Linked DNA regions of Mus musculus: all the other regions are linked to region 1. A link is a contact called in public HiChIP or PLAC-seq data. All regions are on one chromosome and are shown on one strand. The core of a region is the stretch at or near the end of the contact, and the rest is flanking DNA. Distances in the headings are between cores, read along the strand shown.

Region 1 (3,087 bases), core at 322-2,821:
AGAATCTCTCCCATTACAGGGAGAGAAAATGTTTTGTTCACAATCAACTTAGTAGGAAGCTGCTTGGTTTCCCTAAGTTTCCACCAAAGCTTGACTATTTTAAGAACTTCTTTTATCAAAACTCAAGCTTTAACAAGTTTAAATTTGCCATCTTATTAATAACTGAGCGGCAGTTGACAGTAATGGTGACACCCAAGTAGAGGAACAAAGAGGGAAGTCACAGGACTCCCTAACACCAGCTACGGGGTGTAAAGCAGAGGTGGAGAGTTGGGGTTCTGCCTGAGAATGGACACACAGGCTCAGACATTGGAAGGTCCGGTTCCCAGTGGGTGGATGGTTTAGGAAGGGTTAGTAGGTGTGGCCTTCTTGGAGGTGTGTCACTGGGGTTGGGTCTAGCCTCTGCCCCCCTCTGATACAGTACACAGCACCCCCTCAGCTACTGTCCAGTGCCGTGCCTGCTATCGCCGTGGACAACCCTCTGAAACTGTGAGTAAATGTTCTCTTACATAAAGTAGTCATGGTGTCTCTTTACAACAATAGAACAGTGAAGACACCTTGACCGCAGGGCATGGAAACACTAGAAGGTATACAAGCTGAGTCTGACATCTCATGATCACAGGGTCACATGATTTTAAAAACTAAAATGACCAACTCACGGCTAAAGATGTATCTCAGAGACTACTCTTAAGTTTGATGGCAAAATATTCTGAAGATTTGTATTGGTCAACACTGTTTTATGTCCTCAAGTTTCTTAATCCCAGGGAATCAGTCTTTCTGATACAGGTTCTCTGGCTGGCCTGGAGCTCACTATGTAGACCAGGCATGCTGGCCTCAAAATCACAGAGATCCACCTCCCTCTGCCTCCTGAATGCTGAAATTAAAAGTGCCACCATACCCAGGCATTGAGTAAAATCTTAAAAATTACTGAGGCCCTCCCCCCAATTTCTTCCTCTCTTCTCCCTCTCTTTCCTCTCCTCCCTCTCCTCTTTTCTTTACTTTCTTCCTTCCTTCTCTCTTTCAATGTGTGTTGGTGTTTTGCCTGCATGTATGTCTGTGTGGGACTATCATATTCTGGAGTTACAGACAGTTCTGAGCTGCCATGTGGGTGCTGGGATTTGAACCCAGGTACTCTGGAAGCCATTGAGTCATCTCTCCGGTCCCCAGGGTTAATTTTTAAATTAACAGAGGCCAAGGGAATCAGATGCCTTTGTAACTGGAATGACAGATAAGTGGGAGCCACCTGCTATGGTGCTGGGAACTGAATTTAGGTCTGGGAGAGCAAGGTGTGCTTAACTACTGAGCAATCTTCCCAGCCCTGGTTTTGTTTAGAGACAGGTTCTCACTATATAACTAACTTTGGCTGTCCTGAAACTCCCTGGCCTCAAACTCACAGGGATCCACTTGGCTCTACCTCCTGATCCTTGAGATTAAAGGTGTGTGCCACCGCGGTCAGCAAGACTATACTTTCAACAAACCAAATTCAGAAAATGAACAGTACTTTTAATTTCACTTTCTTCTGGAGCTGGAACATTTGGCCCCCTGCCACCAGTCACATCGACTTTAAAGGAGCCTGGCAACATTGCCCGGTTCCAAGAGCTGAGCCTCCTGTTCTGCTGCTTTCTGAATTGTGCTTCAGGATAGTAGGCCTGGTTAACATGGGAAAATAACTTTCAGAGCAAACATTTGCATTTAAGACTTGCAGGGTTAGAAGCCACTGCTTTAAGTTAAAGTTTGCCCACATAATAACAGAAATCTAATTACAGCTAACACTCCTAACTGGTCATAAATAATTCAAATAGCTGGTTAAGAAATGAGAAAATCAGTAGAAACACTGAAACATTACATTTCCCATTTTATGTAAATTAGTTTTTCTTGTTTTAGATGTCTTAATTATATTTCTTTTTCCTACTTACTCAAATGAAAACAAAGACTGTAACCTCTAATACCTGTTGGTCTATTTATATAACTTTTCCATCTACACCATTTTTCTAATACAAACATGCCCTGGAAGCTTATCTCACTCCACATGTAGGACAACAAAGGGCCACTGGCTGCTGCAGAGGAGAAATGGAAGCAGGAAATGAGAAGGCTTTGTTAATCCCTGGGTAATCGATTAGTGTATTCACTCAAGTGTAAGCAGAGCTGGGAAAACGTTCAGTTCTTTTCTTTTCTTTTTTTTAAGTGTGGGGGTGGGGATGGCAATGGAGAAATCGAAGTGTCACAAACATTTTAAAATAGGGATTTTTGTCAAAAAACTTCATCATGTTCCAGCACTAATGTCTTAGAATGATTTTTTTCTTTGAAATCACTGTCCTCATTTTTGAAAAACCAGTTTTAATTTTAGGCTATTCTTTAATTATTGAGATATAATTTACATAAACTAAAATTACTTGTAATGCTGAATAAGTTTGAGTCATGCACCGAATTTGTGTTATCAGCCCAGACATAAGATGGGGGCCACTTCCATTACCACAAAGCCACAACTCAGAGCCACCACGGCCATGCTGAGACAGCTGGCCTTCAAGATTACTAGAAAGTGATGCCCTGATCCTCCGCTCTCCCACACACTTCCCATTTATAGGACACACCATTCTATGGAGCTGCTGTGCAGCCATCTCCACCAGGAACAACTTCAGACAAACCAAATTCCAGGTGAAGGTCAAACCAACTGTCAGGTAAAGATGTCTCTAGAAACTTCCAGAGAAGATTACTTACAGAAATAAGTGAAAACAACTGGCAAAAATAAGTGCTAATTCATTTTAAGGCATTCTTTCATCAAACCATACAATCAGTATTTAACGAGCGCCTGCTAGGGACTGAGTGTTCTAGAAAAGGTCAGTGACAGCAGCCGGGGATGGGGACGTCCAGAGAGCCTGTAAAGCTTGCTTTCCACAGGAGCAGCAGGCCCACTCCTGGGCCCTAAGTCAGATAGATAATCACTAAGTGCAGGGGGACCAAAGAAAAAAGTCAGGAGCAATGAAACCTGCCATTTAGTAAGCACAGGACGCCAGGCAAACAACACTTATTTACATTGCTGTTTAATTTCTTTGGCTATTATATTCCTTAAAATTAGTAGTCTTCTCAAAA
Region 2 (3,087 bases), core at 293-2,792, 410 kb before region 1:
AGAACCGCTCCCCTACCCCCAACCCCCTTGTGCTTGCCTTGAAAGGCTGTCTCTTCAGTCCCAGGGCCACTGCACAGGATCTGGAGCGCCCGGTGCTTGGCAGACAGCAAGTTCCCGACAACTGTGAGCTGTTCACACTGAGACATCTGCAGGCAAGTCAAATGGGCCAGAGCTCTGCCACATGAGCCACCCCTGAGACAATGCCATATTGTGTGGAGGAAAACACACCGCCCTTAGCTTCCTACGGGGCCAGGTCAGTTTCTGACTCTTCTTGGGGCACATGGGCAGGTCTGTAGGTAGATGACATAGTGTGGCAGTGGTTTCAGAGAGGGGTGTGATGAAATTGGAATGTGTGTCTGGACCTTGCTGCTCTAGGGGCCTCTGCACCGTCCTTCAGTGACAGCAGACCTGTGCTTCCCCCACCCCACCCCCCACCCCCGCTTGGGCCCAGGCCACCTGGGCTCCTGCACACAGCAGACGTGTAATTAGAGGCTTCTGGGCTGGGCTGAGGCAGTACACAGGCAAGTCTGGTCCTGTGCTGGCCACCGTGGGTGCTCCTGCTACAGAGCTGGGCTCCATTACTCAGGCGGCTGCAGAAGCTGTCAGCTGCTCAGCCAAGAACCCTGATCAATGAGGGAGGAGAGACACTGTGTACAAGGACACTGGTTCATCCAAGAACATGAGGCTAGCCAGGAATTCAGAATAACAAAGTACAGCTTCCTGTGTGCTGTGCCTGAGGCGGTGCCATGGCTAGGCCAGAGGAAGGCTTGGTGCAGGCCAGAATGACACGACTCATTCTGCCTTTCACAAGAGGGGAGCGGACAAGTCATGCTGTCCCTAGGGAAGGCACTGGCTAACCCTCATGACTGTGAAGAAACCCATGGGAGGCCTGGGTTTAGATGTTTACTAAGGAATGAAGGTGCTGCCTGGATCTGTGAAGAGAATGCAGTGCACATTCCTAAGCAGCTCCATTTTGGGGGAGGGGGGGCAGATACGCGGATCCCTGTGGGTAATTGCTACAGGCTTTTGTGCTTGGGGTTCCGGGTGTCTGAACTTACAGGGTGAGAGATGACAGCATTCAAGAGGCACGCTGGCTAAGCCTCTAGCCTGACAGCAGCTCCAAGACAGGTGCCAACTAGTACTTGAAGTACATTCCTTCCCATCTGTCCCCAGCCCCCCACTCCTTACCAAAACCCCACTACTGCCATGGGGCGGTGACTTCTGAGTCACAAGGTTGCTCTGATGTAAGCTCAGGTACAGAAAAACATACACAAGTATGTTTGCTGCTTCAGATTCCAAGTAGACATCTTGAAAGCTAAGGGGAGCTTGTTTAAACGTGCGGGAGCCGCAGACTCCCCGTGGCTCGGATACAAGTATCCTGAAGTTGAATCCATACAGGTGAGACGAAGGCGAGCAAGCTCACACCCTCACAGTAAGCAGCGCTAGGCACGCCTGAACCATGTTTGTGTAGTTACAGGGAGCAAGAGGTGAGGCCAACAGTGTAGACAAATTCTGTTCTCTTCCCCTTCACCCCTCAGAGCCTCAAAAGAATGGCATGACTCACACCGAAGGGCGCAAAGGCGCCAGAACATTCTGTCAAATGACCTACACTACAAAGAAAACAAGTCCTCAAGCCATTTCTAGTTTGAAGAAATCTTATATTAGGGCAAGAATACCTCAGAGCTTTAGAGCTCAATTCAAAATGTACATTCTTGTCTTTGGGCTTTTTCTCATTTCAGGTATGGAACCTCAAGCCTCCAGCTATGCCAAGAGCGGAGACTACTCTGGAGCCAGCCAGCATCAGGACCATCTCATCAAGTGCCATGAGCACTGCATGGCTTTGCACGACAGCTTTTTAAAAGTTCCACTAGCTTTTTACAAAATGCCTGACAGAATGGCCAAATCAGTTTCTAGTTTTTATGACCAAGTATCAGTTTGCAGCTAAACAAAACATTATACAAGGATCGTGCAGATACCAACTTCCCATTTTGATAATTACCTAAGATATCACACAGGGCTGTAAAGATGGCTTAGTCGTTAAGAATACTGGCTGCTCTGCCTGAGAACCAGAGTTCAGTTCCCAGCATCCATGTAGCAGCTCATGGCTGTCAGAAACCATGATCCCACGCCATCTTTGGGCCTGTGGGCACCAGGTACTGCATGCATGCAATGCACAGACATACACAGGCAAAACTCCCAGACATATAAGTTGGAAAAAAAAAATTCAACTTGCTTGGTGTGCCGGCTGGGGAGGTATAGGTGGGCAAGTGGCTCCTGGGTGTTTTAGCAGTGTGCCATTAGCATGGGCGCCAAGGACAGTTCTTTGACCAGAAAAAACCATGAAAAGTATATCGCAAAAGTTCAAGGGAAAACACAGAAACAGGTAAGGAAATGAAGCTGGAACTAATGTAAGTACCATGGCTTCCTGTACCAGGCAATGCTCAGTGCTAGTACAAGGACACAGGCGGTTCCAGCTCGCAAGAGCCACCGCCGTTCTGGAAGAAGGGCGGTGCAGACTGCTTTCAGGCTGGAGCCTGTCATCCTAACAACTCTGAAAGCCATGTGTCTCTCCATCCCCTCCCCCGCCCCCCCTTCACTCTGGTGCCAGTTTTGGGCCCTGGCCTGTAGCTTTTAGTGTTTCTGCTAATTTCACTTCTCTGAAATGTTCCCCACACAACAGCTACTGTCATCTTTCCTAAAACAAATCACATCGTGTTCCTCTCCCACTTAGGATCTTTTGAGTTGCACCCACTGCCCTTTTCCACTGCTCAGCCTACTCGCCCGTGGCCTTCAGCTTCTGGAACGTGCCCAGCTGCTTCCTGCTTCCTGGCCTCACAGGCTTGCCTTCGTCTGCTATCACACCTTCCAAATCGCTATCTCCAACTCTGACCATCATTTCCAGGGGTCAGATGCCCTTCAGTTGCCTACCGAGTACCTTTTAAACACTTCCAAATCACATCGCCACAAACTCTCTTCTTCCCAAATCTAACACCCGACACACAGGGCCACCAGCTCTGATACAGCAGCCCAGCAGACAGCAGTGTGCAGGGCCCTCTGTGATGCCTGGCAGTGGAGAGTAAGGTCCCA
Region 3 (3,087 bases), core at 350-2,849, 320 kb after region 1:
TTCACTCCCGACAGCTGCTGGCCAGCCATGAGGACAATCATGGAGATGAGTTGCCAACGGAGAGACTGCATAGTGAACAACTTCCACACAGAGATGAAGCCCGCCGCCTTCTCAGCCTCATCCTCCTTCCGGATCTCCTCCATCTCTAGGTGCACGTCTTTCCAGCCTCGGAGGGTCTGGAGGGCTGAGCGAGACGAGCAGAGGGCATGAGCTCAGAGGCGAAGAGCTCCGGGGCCCTGGGTCAGGAGGGAACCGCCACAGACCTCACCTCTCTCAGCAGCTGCTTCATCTTTCTTCTGGATCAGCAGGTAGCGGGGGCTCTCGGGAAAGAACGGGAGGAGGAGGAGCTGAAGGCCTGCGGGGACTCCAGTTAGACCCAGGAGAACTGGCCAGCCTGCAAGCAAGGGCTTAAGGTCACAGAAGCACGGAAGAAGTAGAGACCTTTTTCTCCACTCTGAACGGTGGCAGGCACTCTGAGCCATCGCCCGGAGGGGGGGAATGAGGGCTCTGTGGGGACTAAGTGTGACTATTTCCGTGGACGTCTGGTGGCTATTTACACAGTAGCTGAGGCATGACTAACCATGGCACACCGAGGTGCTGGGCAAACAAGAACATCTGGTAGTGCCAAATGTGGGCACGGACATGGGCAAATGGCAGGTCTCCGTGTGCCATTATACAGACCCACGTTGTCCTTTAGAGACCAGCCGGCTGGAGCATGCTGAGACCGACCCTGTCATCCCACCCCAGGTATATATATGTCCAGAGACGCTTGTGTGGGTCACAAGGACACCTAAACTGGAGTGGTCCGAGCAGTGCTGATAAACTCAGAAACAAGAGCAACGGTAACGCAAACGTCCATTATATTCCACAGAGAGGACACAGTAGTCATCCCGTGACCCTAGGATGTAACTGAATACCGAGGCAATCAGCGATGGCTTGGACAGATCTGTCCAGCGTGATATGGAGTGTAAACACTCAATATCTAGTGAATGCCCTTACATCAGTTTCAAAAGCTGGTGAAAAATCCACCCTACCATCTCCAATGGTGATGAGCCTGAACCCAAAGCAAGACGATGACGGGGGTTCAGGTCAGCACAGGGATTGCCCTCGGGGAAGGGAGGGGCTGCTGAGGGGTTCACATGCAGCTCTCTCTTGACCTGGGGAGTGGTCTCGGAGCATCTGGTTTCTTTGTCTTTCTTCATGTTTACTGGGAATCAAGCGTGATGTGTTCACAATAAAAATAGCTATAGATCGAGCTGGGTGGATGGCTCAGAGGCTAAGGGCATTTGCTGCTCTTGCAGCGGCTATGAATCTGGATGCAGTTTCTAGCACTCGGACAGTGGCTCACGGCCACCTTCTAAGGGAATTTCATGGCCTCTTCCGGACTCGACAGGCACCAGGCATCCACGTGGTGCACAGACAGACAGACATGTAGGCAAAACGCCCATTTGCATAAAAAAATGGAATAAGTGCCTACCAAGACAAATGAGCAGTTCTGCCCCCTGCTTGAGTCATCTCTGGCTCTCTTGCCTTTTCTCCTGTGCTCAGGGCCAGTGACGTCATAGGCATGTGTGTGTGCCAGCCACCAACCAGCCAATCACAAAGGAGCTCACACCCTCTTAGGGGGTGGATCCAGTCCAGCCCCATTTTACACAGGCAGAGTCTGGGCCCCTTGCTGAGAGCATTTAGTCCTTTGGGAGCAAAACTGTATGCACACAGGCTGAATCGTGCTTGTGATTACATGGTTGACCTTGCCCATCCAATTTAAGGAGGTTATAATCACCTGACAGCTGTTGAATAAGATATAGGTCTCATGTAGTCCAGGCTGGCCCAGAGCTTGGTCTTCCTGTCTCGGTCTCCTGAGGGCTGGGATTTCTGATGTACGTACACCATGATGGCCAGAGTACATGCAGTTCGGGTTTTGAGTTTTTACATTTGTATTAATTTACCTATTTATTTTATGATATATGTGTGTGTAAAAGAGGGAGAAAGAAAAGAGAGAGGAGGGAGGGGAGAGAGAAAGGGAGGGAGGGAGAAAGAGAAAGAGAGGAAGAAAGAGAGAGGGAAGGAGATGGGGAGGGGGGAGGGGTGAGGGGGAGGGGGAGGGGGATGGGGAGGGAAAGGAGTACCACAGAGATCATGCACCGAGCAGAGACAACTTGTGACATCACTTTCCTCTCTACCGTGTGGGTCCTCAGATCATCCGATTTGGCAACAACATACTGAACCATCTTGGCTTTTTTTTTTTTTTTTTTTTTTTTTTAAGAAAATAGAATGTAACTCAGGCTGGCCTCAGACCTACTGTGTGTCTCAGGCTGACTCTACGTCCCTCAGTCTCTTTCCTTTACCTTCTGAGCCCCAGGATTACAGCCATGCACCACTATGTCCAACTTCCCTGGTCTTTTGTAGTTGATTCAGTAAAAAAGAGACAGGCCAGGGATACCCTCATTTAGCTGGAATCTTCCTCGAGATACACGTGAACCTCTGAACTTTCACTCCATCTCATAATCCACTCCTCCTGGCCAAAAAAAAAATGACCTAATTTCACCTAGAATATGAGTATCACCCAACGTCAAGTTTGGCTCCTGGATGAACCACCACTTTCTAGGCTGGAGCAATGTCCTTCCACCTCCTGCTGCCCCTTGATCAGAACTGGGCCCTAGATCATCGTGGGACCCTGTGCCTATCTCCCGTGCCCTGTCTGTGACAAGTACTGCTGTCTCCCATTCGAGTCACGGTCACCAGCCCCTGGGCCCCTCCGTCTAGCCCCCTACACTGTAGCTCTCCTCACCAAGGCACCAATGGTCACCAGACACTAACTCAGATCCCACTTCTCAACCCTGACCACTGTGCAGCCTTAATCGCGGGTGCCTTCTTCTTGCGCCTCCTCTCACTGCGCCACCTGCTGGCCAGCTCTGTTATAGCGGAGCAGCTGTCCTAAGCCAGGGCTCACACTGAGGGCTCTAAAATGGGCACGGTTAAACTGCAGCCTTGCACTGCAGGAAAGTCACAGACAAGGGTGGAGGTCTAACATTGCCATCCCTTTCAGTTCCCTAAAGGCTCAAAGGATTTCGACATTTTTGTCTC

Evidence for each region. HiChIP or PLAC-seq counts read pairs in DNA pulled down with a chosen protein or histone mark.
Region 2: a FOXA1 HiChIP or PLAC-seq map of pancreatic cancer cells shows a contact between it and region 1. The contact joins two enhancer-like sites. A contact is called at or near these places in 1 of 484 Hi-C or Micro-C datasets (nephron progenitors) and 1 of 115 datasets of contacts at active chromatin or transcription factors (pancreatic cancer cells).
Region 3: a contact with region 1 is called in a FOXA1 HiChIP or PLAC-seq map of pancreatic cancer cells. The contact joins two enhancer-like sites. A contact is called at or near these places in 1 of 39 promoter capture datasets (the 3T3-L1 cell line), 1 of 115 datasets of contacts at active chromatin or transcription factors (pancreatic cancer cells) and 2 of 9 other capture datasets (adipose tissue and pancreatic islet).

What each region holds. Positions count from the first base shown.
Region 1 is chr4:150,461,020-150,464,106 of GRCm38.p6, reverse strand. The region is part of intron 4 of Rere (arginine glutamic acid dipeptide (RE) repeats); the gene reads right to left. It overlaps Gm52709 (a long non-coding RNA gene), which reads left to right. Exons shown (of 2, transcript XR_003955312.1): 1 at 1-486. Among named protein-coding and RNA genes, the nearest start is that of Gm52709, 4.9 kb to the left of the region's middle. Within about 2 kb of position 1,571, at least 54 of the 459 cell types and tissues checked have an H3K27ac peak or open chromatin away from gene starts, as enhancers often do. A contact at or near this core is called in pancreatic cancer cells and pancreatic islet, where this site is marked.
Region 2 is chr4:150,869,501-150,872,587 of GRCm38.p6, reverse strand. No RefSeq gene overlaps it. Among named protein-coding and RNA genes, the nearest start is that of Errfi1, 16 kb to the right of the region's middle. Within about 2 kb of position 1,542, at least 189 of the 459 cell types and tissues checked have an H3K27ac peak or open chromatin away from gene starts, as enhancers often do. A contact at or near this core is called in pancreatic cancer cells, where this site is marked.
Region 3 is chr4:150,136,728-150,139,814 of GRCm38.p6, reverse strand. It overlaps Slc2a5 (solute carrier family 2 (facilitated glucose transporter), member 5), which reads right to left. Exons shown (of 14, transcript NM_019741.3): 8 at 269-394; 9 at 1-184. Among named protein-coding and RNA genes, the nearest start is that of Slc2a7, 11 kb to the left of the region's middle. Within about 2 kb of position 1,599, at least 147 of the 459 cell types and tissues checked have an H3K27ac peak or open chromatin away from gene starts, as enhancers often do. A contact at or near this core is called in pancreatic cancer cells and pancreatic islet, where this site is marked.